Linked DNA regions of Anas platyrhynchos: region 1 is linked to region 2. The links are chromatin contacts, called in public Hi-C maps. All regions are on one chromosome and are shown on one strand. Each heading gives the region's core, a stretch centred on a gene start, on an enhancer-like site or on the middle of the called end of the contact. The rest is flanking DNA. Distances are from core to core; before and after follow the strand shown.

Region 1 (3,876 bases), core at 457-2,956, 85 kb before region 2:
AATCTCAAAGAGGAACAATGAAATTGCAATAAACAATTTCTCCTTGATTCCTCCAGGGATCTGAAAAGACACAAGACCTTGGTCCTGACATCAGTTTTCAATCTCCTTCTCCTCAATTATATTCTGTGCTTTAATGACATCCTCTCCTATCTCAGCTCCAGGAGAGCTATTCCTGCTCTTCAGAAAAGCTGCAAAAAGAGAACTAAGTTTCAAAACCCAGAGGAAAGTGGCATGCTGACAGCTTCACCAGCAGCCACTGCCCAGGCACTGAGACCCAAAGTGGGGCATATGGGCAAACATCAGTGCTTCTGAACCTCATATCTTCTTCTTTTAATTTTTGTCCATGATTTCCTAAAACAGGCAGACGTTTAGGGTTCAAATGCGATTAAACACACCGCAATGTTCTAATGGCGTACCTCAGACAGTGTTACAGCTAAATGGAATCATATTAGAAGTTTTTATTGCCGAGGCAGAACAAGGAAAATTACATTATAAGCAGGCCCTGCCAGACAACTCGCAATAAAATTCCCAGGCATGAAGATTTATCTCACGGTGGCTTTGTGTGCAGCCTACTTACCCAGGTTGGAATTAAGGTTGGGCCCTTCTCTAGCTCTCATCGCCATCCAGGTGCTGTACATCAATCAAGGTGCCCACGCTGCTCTGTAAATTGGGAACCGCTGAGGGACGGGTAAGCAGTGAGGCAGTGGCAACACGCCCACAGCCACGTGGGACGCAGGTGGCAGAGGCAGGCCGAACATGGAAAGTCTTCTCTGCCAGTTCCTCTGCAAACCACGCTGCCAAATGCTGTATGCCTGAGCACAGGACACCCTTGCCACAGCCAGGGAGTGCCCAGCTCTGCTGCGTGCCCAGGCTGCCTGGCAGATGACCCGAAGGCACGGCGACACTTGGTTATCTCCATTATTAGGTGCCTGCTGTGCAGAAAGCCTGCTGGCATCCAGTCCTAACCAAGCGGTCCCTCCTTGTGCATGTAAGTGGCCGCGTGGTCCCGTGTTCCCAAATCCCTAGTCGGCTGTGTTGTACTGACTGCTGGGACACCCTGCCACCAGAGACGTGAGCAGAGACAAGTGCAGACAGACACAGCTCCCCAGCACAGCACCGTCCTGCTGGTCCTGGCCACCAGCGGGACTGAGTGCAGGAGTGCTTCCCATTAGCATCTCCCCTATCAAATGGAGGGACTTTATTGCAGATGCTAATCTCCTTCAGCATGACTTAATTTGCTCCCTTTAATCATGGAAAGCAGCTGGTCATGGAGATGTACAAATCCATGAATTAACCACTGGATAACCGGCACGGGAGCCGGGCTGTGCCTGCACTGCACAGCCATCCCGCCGGACAGTGTGCATCTTCGGGGCCTCCACCAAGCTCACAGAAATCTGCTTCAGCAACCCAAAGTGCTTACACGGCCCTTTTGATTAACAGAGAAACCATTTAACTGCTTCGTTGCTTTCTGAGCACAAACATCGAGGACAAAAGAAGAGCTGTCCTCCCGGCAGGCAGGGCACCCCACTCGCTGCAGGGGCTGTGCAGGGGCACCGAGGGGAAGGGAGGCTTTCAGGGCCTGCTGAGACCGAATAAACAAAGCCAGGGCGTTGTTTGCCGCTAGGTCAGCATCTACAAACAGGAAGGGCGTCTGTTATCAGCCCCACACCAACAGTGCAGCTCCAGCCCTAGGAAACTCCTCGGTGCCTGCGAGCTGCTGAGGCAGCTTCCTCCGGCTGCGGGTACGAAGGGAGAGCAATTGTCCTTTGGTGTACGCCGTCAAAAAGCACCACTGCCAGCTTCAGCTGCCCCCCAGGCTACGAAATTATTACTGACGTGACAGATTGGGAGCACTTTCAGCCCGTAACCACCTGACAGAAACAAAGAGAAGTGCTCTGGACAGAACAAGCCCACGCTGCACCCACGGACGGAGTGCACTAACTGCAGCTGACTCACAGGGGCACTGTCAGCACAACTATTTGGAGAGGTGCTGGCTCTCTCACCAGAGGAACATCAAGCACACTGGATTTCAGAAGGAAGCAGTGGGTATTTTTAAGACTTCCCTGCCTTTGAAGCACATCCCCTGCTTTGGGGATGGCCCAGCTAGGAATGTCCAGGTGGGCAGAGGATGACTTGCAGGTGCCACTTGTCCCCATGGCCACAACCCTCCTCCAAGGTCTCCACCTCAGCTTGGCTGCTCCATTGCTGGTGAAGCAGCCTGCTCCGAGGTCTTTGGGCATGAGGGTCTGCAGAGCCCCTGCATTTAGCCCAGACCCACTGATGGCCCCACAGTTAATGCACGTGGCAGTGAAGGTGAGAATGCAGAGCAGAGCATCAGAACACCAATTGTTCCCACCTCCCGCAGTTACCTGTACTGGTGGATGACGGATCAGGACTGTCAGCGTCAATTTTGCTCATCAAATCCCCAAACTTTGTCACTGCCCAACTTTGTGCTGGTTGGCTGCTGGGGGCAAAAAAGCCACCCACTGCTCAGAGACCCCACAACAGCATCTGACGAAGGGCGGCCGCCTTTCAAAACGCATTGGCTTGTTCTCAGCCACTCGTAGTACACTCTGAAGTTTCACAATGGCCCTCCCCAGGCTGCGAATTCTGCCTCTCCCCCCACAGACCTTTCATTTTTATTTTCCCTCCCGCAGCCTATTGCCGCAGCAGCAATAGGGCCGCTGTGAATCTCTGCCTTTGTCTGCTCGGCGGCAGCAGCACGGCGGTGCCAGCGGGAAGGAGCTGCCTCCTGCCATTGTTCCCCCGTGCCCACAGAGGCAGCCTGGCCTGGGGAGGGTGATCGGTGGCCCCGGCAGGGTGTCCTCCTCCGGCACACCCAGCGGGAGCAGCGAAACCCACAGGGCTCCTCCGGGTGCTGCCGCTGGCCACCAGCCCCGGCGCGATGGGAGCTGTCATCTTTAGCTGTTTCAAACCTGTTTTTAAAAGCCAAGCTGGCTCTAAGAAGCCAGTCCAACTCTCCTCCCGGAGGGGAATGGATTTACTCCCACGCGAGCCATGGGAGGGATGAGCAAACCTGCCCCAGGTGCCCCCCGCCAGGACCGGGCTTGGGCCACAGCCACGCTCCCCCTGCTCTCTGCTGCTGCCAGGCTGGTGCAGGATAAATCTGGCAATGCCCCTGCAGGGAGCTGAAGGAGAGAGACTGAGTCATTTTCTTGCTGTTCCTCTGCCCTAACCCTCATATCAGAGAGGACTGAGACCACCGTAGCTCCAGCTGGAAGAAGACAGGATTGGCAGTGGGTCGGGTTCAGGCGCCGCGTGCCCTCGCACCACCTCCCCTCGCCGCCCCTGCCGCCGGCTCGGCAGACAGCCAGCACGTCAGCCGGGGAGCCTCCCGGCATCCATTTCCCCCCATCTCACGGCTTCTCTTTACACCTACACACCACAAACATTTGGGTTTGTTTTTATCAGAACGTACGTGCCATATGGTAAACGGAATACGCTCTCCACACATATCTTTGCAAAGCAGAGCTTCAAAACGTGTCCAGTGGTGACAGGAAAGAAAGGGCAGGAGCCAGGCACGCCAGAAGAGCAGGGGCAAGTTTATGTGAGGTGCTGCAGCCAGGCAGCCTGAGCTCAGTCCCAACTCTGGGCTTTGCTTTTTGGAGGAAACAGTCGCTGGAGAAAAATGCCATGGGAGGCTGTGGCACGGACATAAACCTCTGCCGAGTGCCTCCACCTCTCTGCTACAGCACCTCTCCTGTCCTGCTCACCCGTGCTTTCCTCACAGTTTTGCTATGGGCTGGATCTAGGAAGGATAAAGGTGCCATCTCTTCCCAGCCTGGCCTCCAGTCTTAAGCAGACTCCTGAGAGATACAGGGTTGGATACCTGGAGGGAGCAAATCTCACGTTTCT
Region 2 (3,829 bases), core at 374-2,873:
AGATAAAAACCCTCCAAGCCTCAGCCCCAGACAGCAGTAACACAACCCAGGGGCACCACACTGAGTGCAAGCACCGCAGAGCCCTGTGACCACCGCCACCACCCCACATACACATGGGTGCTCCTCCCCACACCACCACCCCCAGCTGCTCTGCCAGAGCACCCTGGGGCCACCAAGGATGGGTAGGGCTGGGGATGGCAAGGACCACGACATCCCTCACACCCTTGCCAAGGGGGCTAGGCACGCTGAGAGGAGGTGGGCACAGGGCGGGACCAGCAGCACCTGCAGCCAGCAGGGCTACGAGGAGGGGAACAAGCTCACCGTTGAGACCATTGGGGATGCTCCGGTGGTGGAGAGGCGCAGACAGGTCGTCCATAGACCTCCGCATGGCCCCGGCCTTGCTGTCACCGGCCTTGTGGTGGTGGAGGTGGTGGTGATGGTGGTCAGGGCTGCCCGCGCTGCCCGTGCTGGAGGTGCTGCTCCCGTCCCCCACGTCCCTGGTGGCCGAGCCGCCGTTGAGGTTGGTCAGGCTGGCCTGGCTGTCGATGGAGCTCCGCGAGCCGGCCCCGCTCCGCTCCTCGTCCAGCATGAGCACCATCTCCTTCAGCTCCACATTCTCCCGCAGGAGGGTCTCCTGCCTCGCCTCCAGGTCCTTCAGCTTCTGCTGGTACATGCCCACCTCCTTCCACATCACACTGGCCGTGTGCCTCCCGAAGCGCTGCCATTCCCTCGACAGCTTCTTGCCTTTCTGCCGGTCGTCGTCCAGGAAGCAGCAGAGCTCCCGCAGCTCCTGGTTGTCGTCCTGCAACTTCTGGTTGACCTCCTTCAGCCCGCGGATCTCGTGCAGGTGGAGCTGCAGCCGCCGGTTCACGTCCTTCATCAAGTTGCCGTGTTCCACCATTAAGTTCATCTTTTCATTCTCCACTTTCCTCAGTCTTTTCACCAGCTCCTCCTTGCTCCACCTCAGCATCTCCTCCTCCGAAATTTTGCTCAGGTCCTCTTTGGACCCTTCCAGGGGATTTTTTGCCATCATCTGTGCTCAGGCAGCGTCCGTTCCGACACGTAACAAACGGGGTTCGGGTAATTCGGATTATTTTTGTTCACCTGATTTCCTGGGACTACGATTCACTGCAGCATCCTGGGGAAGAAATATTATAGTTCCCCGCGGAGAGCCGGACAAGGAAGCACAGCAAAGCCAGACTGGAAGATCTTCTCCCCCGCAGATCCCATAATAAAAAAACAACCCAGATTGGAGGGGGAAAAAAAAAATGATGAAAAAAAAAAAAAAAAAGACGCCCCCCCCCCCAAGGGGGCTGCGGGGAACGGGCACCCCCGGGCTTAGCCTCCGCAGGGGATCGCCCAACTCACCCCGGGTGCACCGAGCCCGGCGGCCGGCCCCGTCCCCGGGGGGCTCCGTCCACTTGTTCGCCCCCTGCAGCCCCGCGGGGCTGAGCCCGGCGCGGTGGCGGCGGCTGCTGCCGGTGCGGCGGTGCCGAGGGAGCGCAGAGGGAGCCGGCGCCTTCCCGGAACGGCTCGGCCCTGGGCACGGAGGGGACGGGCGGCAGCGCCGGGGCTGGTCCCACCTCCTGCCGGCCGCGGCCCTGCCCCAGCCGAGCGGAGGAGGAGGAGGAGGAGGAGGAGGAGGAGGAGGAGGAGGAGGAGGCGAGCACCGCCCTCCCCCCGTGCCCCATTGGCTGCAGGGCCGGGCCGGGCCGTGCCGAGCCGGGCCCCGAGCGCCGCGCCCCGCCGCCGGCTCGGGTTACCGGGGCCGCGGGCAGGTACAAAGGGACGGCGCCGCCTCCCCTCCCCGTTCGCCTATTTTATTTTTTTTTTCACCCCCTTTTTATTTTTTTTATTTTTTATTTTTTTTTCCCGGGAAGTAGCAGGCCCGGGAAGGGTGGGGTTGGCCATGCAGGAAAACGAGCCCGCCCGGTCCCGGTCCCGGTCCCGGTCCCCTCTCCCGGCCCCCTCTCCCGGCCCGGCTTCGTGCCCGGGTCCCCACGCTGCAGGTTGAGCCTCGGCCTCCTCTCCGCACCCCGGGGCCGTCGTGAGCCCTCAGCCCCCGGGGGCAGCACCGGTTCCCCACTGAGATCTGCCCCGGTTCTGGTGGCCCGGGTGCAGGTGTGCTCGTGTCGCTTGGGACAGAACCAGGGAAAGGGTGCAGAAAGTTCACCGAGCGGATTCCCTAGGCGACGCATAGGCAGATTTCCTATATCCTCGCATCACATCCCCTTGACTTTTACTCTAATGCACTTTTCCTTGGAATACGCTGTGAGCTGCTTTTGGCCGGCATCGTGTTGTAGAAATGAAAGATGCACCAGGACAGGGCAGCGCTGCCAGCTGTTTCCCACATGAGAATCCTCAGAAAGCCCCAGGGAATCGGCAGCTTTGTGTTCCCAAGGAGCCTTGGTAAACGATTTGACTCCAGGGTTAATTCAGTGCAACCTCAAATTTGTGACCGCACCGAGAGCTGGTCCAAGCCACCCTCTAGCAATAAAGAAGCATCAAATCCAGTGCCGGAGCGTGGGACACAGAGCAGATGGCCTGTGTGTGGAGGGAGCATCACCGCGACTTCTGCCTTTTGGTGTTGCCTTCCTAAGCCGAAGTAAAGCTGCATTTCTCAGATGCTGTTTCTTCTGCATGAGTCTGTGCTGGTTGGTTTGTGAGCCCAGACATACCCTTGGCAAACTAGGACAGGTGCCAGTTCCCCGCTGAAGTACAACAGCACTTCCCTTCTTCTGGTGGAGTTCATCCCCTCCATGGACACTCCTTGCCCTTCTCCTCTCCCAGTGCAGCTTTATTAACAAAAAGGGAGCAGTAGCTTGGGACCAGTCACTTTGTGTGAGATGCCTGTGGTCAACCACTGGTAACACGCCTTACAGACGTGGAGATGTGAAGACAATCGTCCCCTAGTGCACACAAACCAAGGTAATTCCCTGAGGAGGAAGCAACCAAAATACCCTTGTGCGGGTGAGCGCTGAGGCCTGCCTGCTGCCTTTGGAGGAGTTTGCTCCCCACAGATTTGGGAGCTGGGTGAGGTGGCTGAAGAGCTGTCTTGCCTGCCTGGGAAATGAAGGAGAAAAGTGTGATTTCATGCTGTGAATTCACCGCTGTGGCAGGGTCAGCCCTTGGGATGCGGAAATCAGCAGGTGTCTGCGCACCACCTTGTGCCTTGGAGAGGTCACTTTTCCCCGGGTCCCTCAGGCCTGGAGCAGGTCTGCTCCTGCCTCCCTGTGACAGGTCCCAGATGTGGGGGTACCCACACAGGGGGGCCACCACCAACCAGCTGCAGAACCAGGCCGTGTCGTGACTCCTGCCTCCCACCGCCCCAGCCAGGCCGCTGGGAGGTGACACCCCTCGTAACGGGGCACGCTGCCGTGCCTCAGGACTGCACCGCGTCGAGAAGGCACCCAAGTGTTTTCCAAGCCAAGACTTATTTACGCAGCTTTAATCACATCCTTCCCTGCAGGAAGCGGAAAGTGCTTCTCCCGGACCCTCCCAGGCGGTGATCTGCCTCATGGATCCCGCAGGGGCTGGGGGGAAGGAGCAGGACGGGGGCTGCTCGGGGAAGCTTTTCCTCACAGCGGCCATCAAGGGCTGGAGAAGCCTCCGGTGGCGGTGCTCACCGTGAGTACAGGTGCAGCTGCACCATGGAGGTACCTGGCCCCTCACGTTTCTTGATATTTTTCCCGATAAAAGCTGTTTTTTCCACATGACACTTTTTGAGGTTTGAGCTCTGCCGATACCTCTGCGGAGAATGAGCCCAGCAGACAGGGGGGCTCCTCAGAGGAAGCGGGGAGATTATTAATATCCACAGAGGAAGTCACTG

Evidence for each region. Hi-C and Micro-C count contacts between places; a contact is called where the count stands out from the background.
Region 1: a Hi-C map of subcutaneous adipose tissue shows a contact between it and region 2, with 2.7 times the contacts expected there. The contact joins the enhancer-like site here to the promoter of CCDC85C in region 2. A contact is called at or near these places in 4 of 8 Hi-C or Micro-C datasets (liver, skeletal muscle and subcutaneous adipose tissue).

What each region holds. Positions count from the first base shown.
Region 1 is chr5:13,113,666-13,117,541 of IASCAAS_PekinDuck_T2T, reverse strand. All of the region lies in intron 5 of CCDC85C (coiled-coil domain containing 85C), which reads right to left. Among named protein-coding and RNA genes, the nearest start is that of CCNK, 35 kb to the left of the region's middle. Within about 2 kb of position 1,706, at least 2 of the 8 cell types and tissues checked have an H3K27ac peak or open chromatin away from gene starts, as enhancers often do. A contact at or near this core is called in subcutaneous adipose tissue, where this site is marked.
Region 2 is chr5:13,028,630-13,032,458 of IASCAAS_PekinDuck_T2T, reverse strand. CCDC85C (coiled-coil domain containing 85C) reads right to left here and starts at 1,623. Exons shown (of 8, transcript XM_072038310.1): 1 at 1,369-1,623; 2 at 322-1,209. The coding sequence starts at 1,033.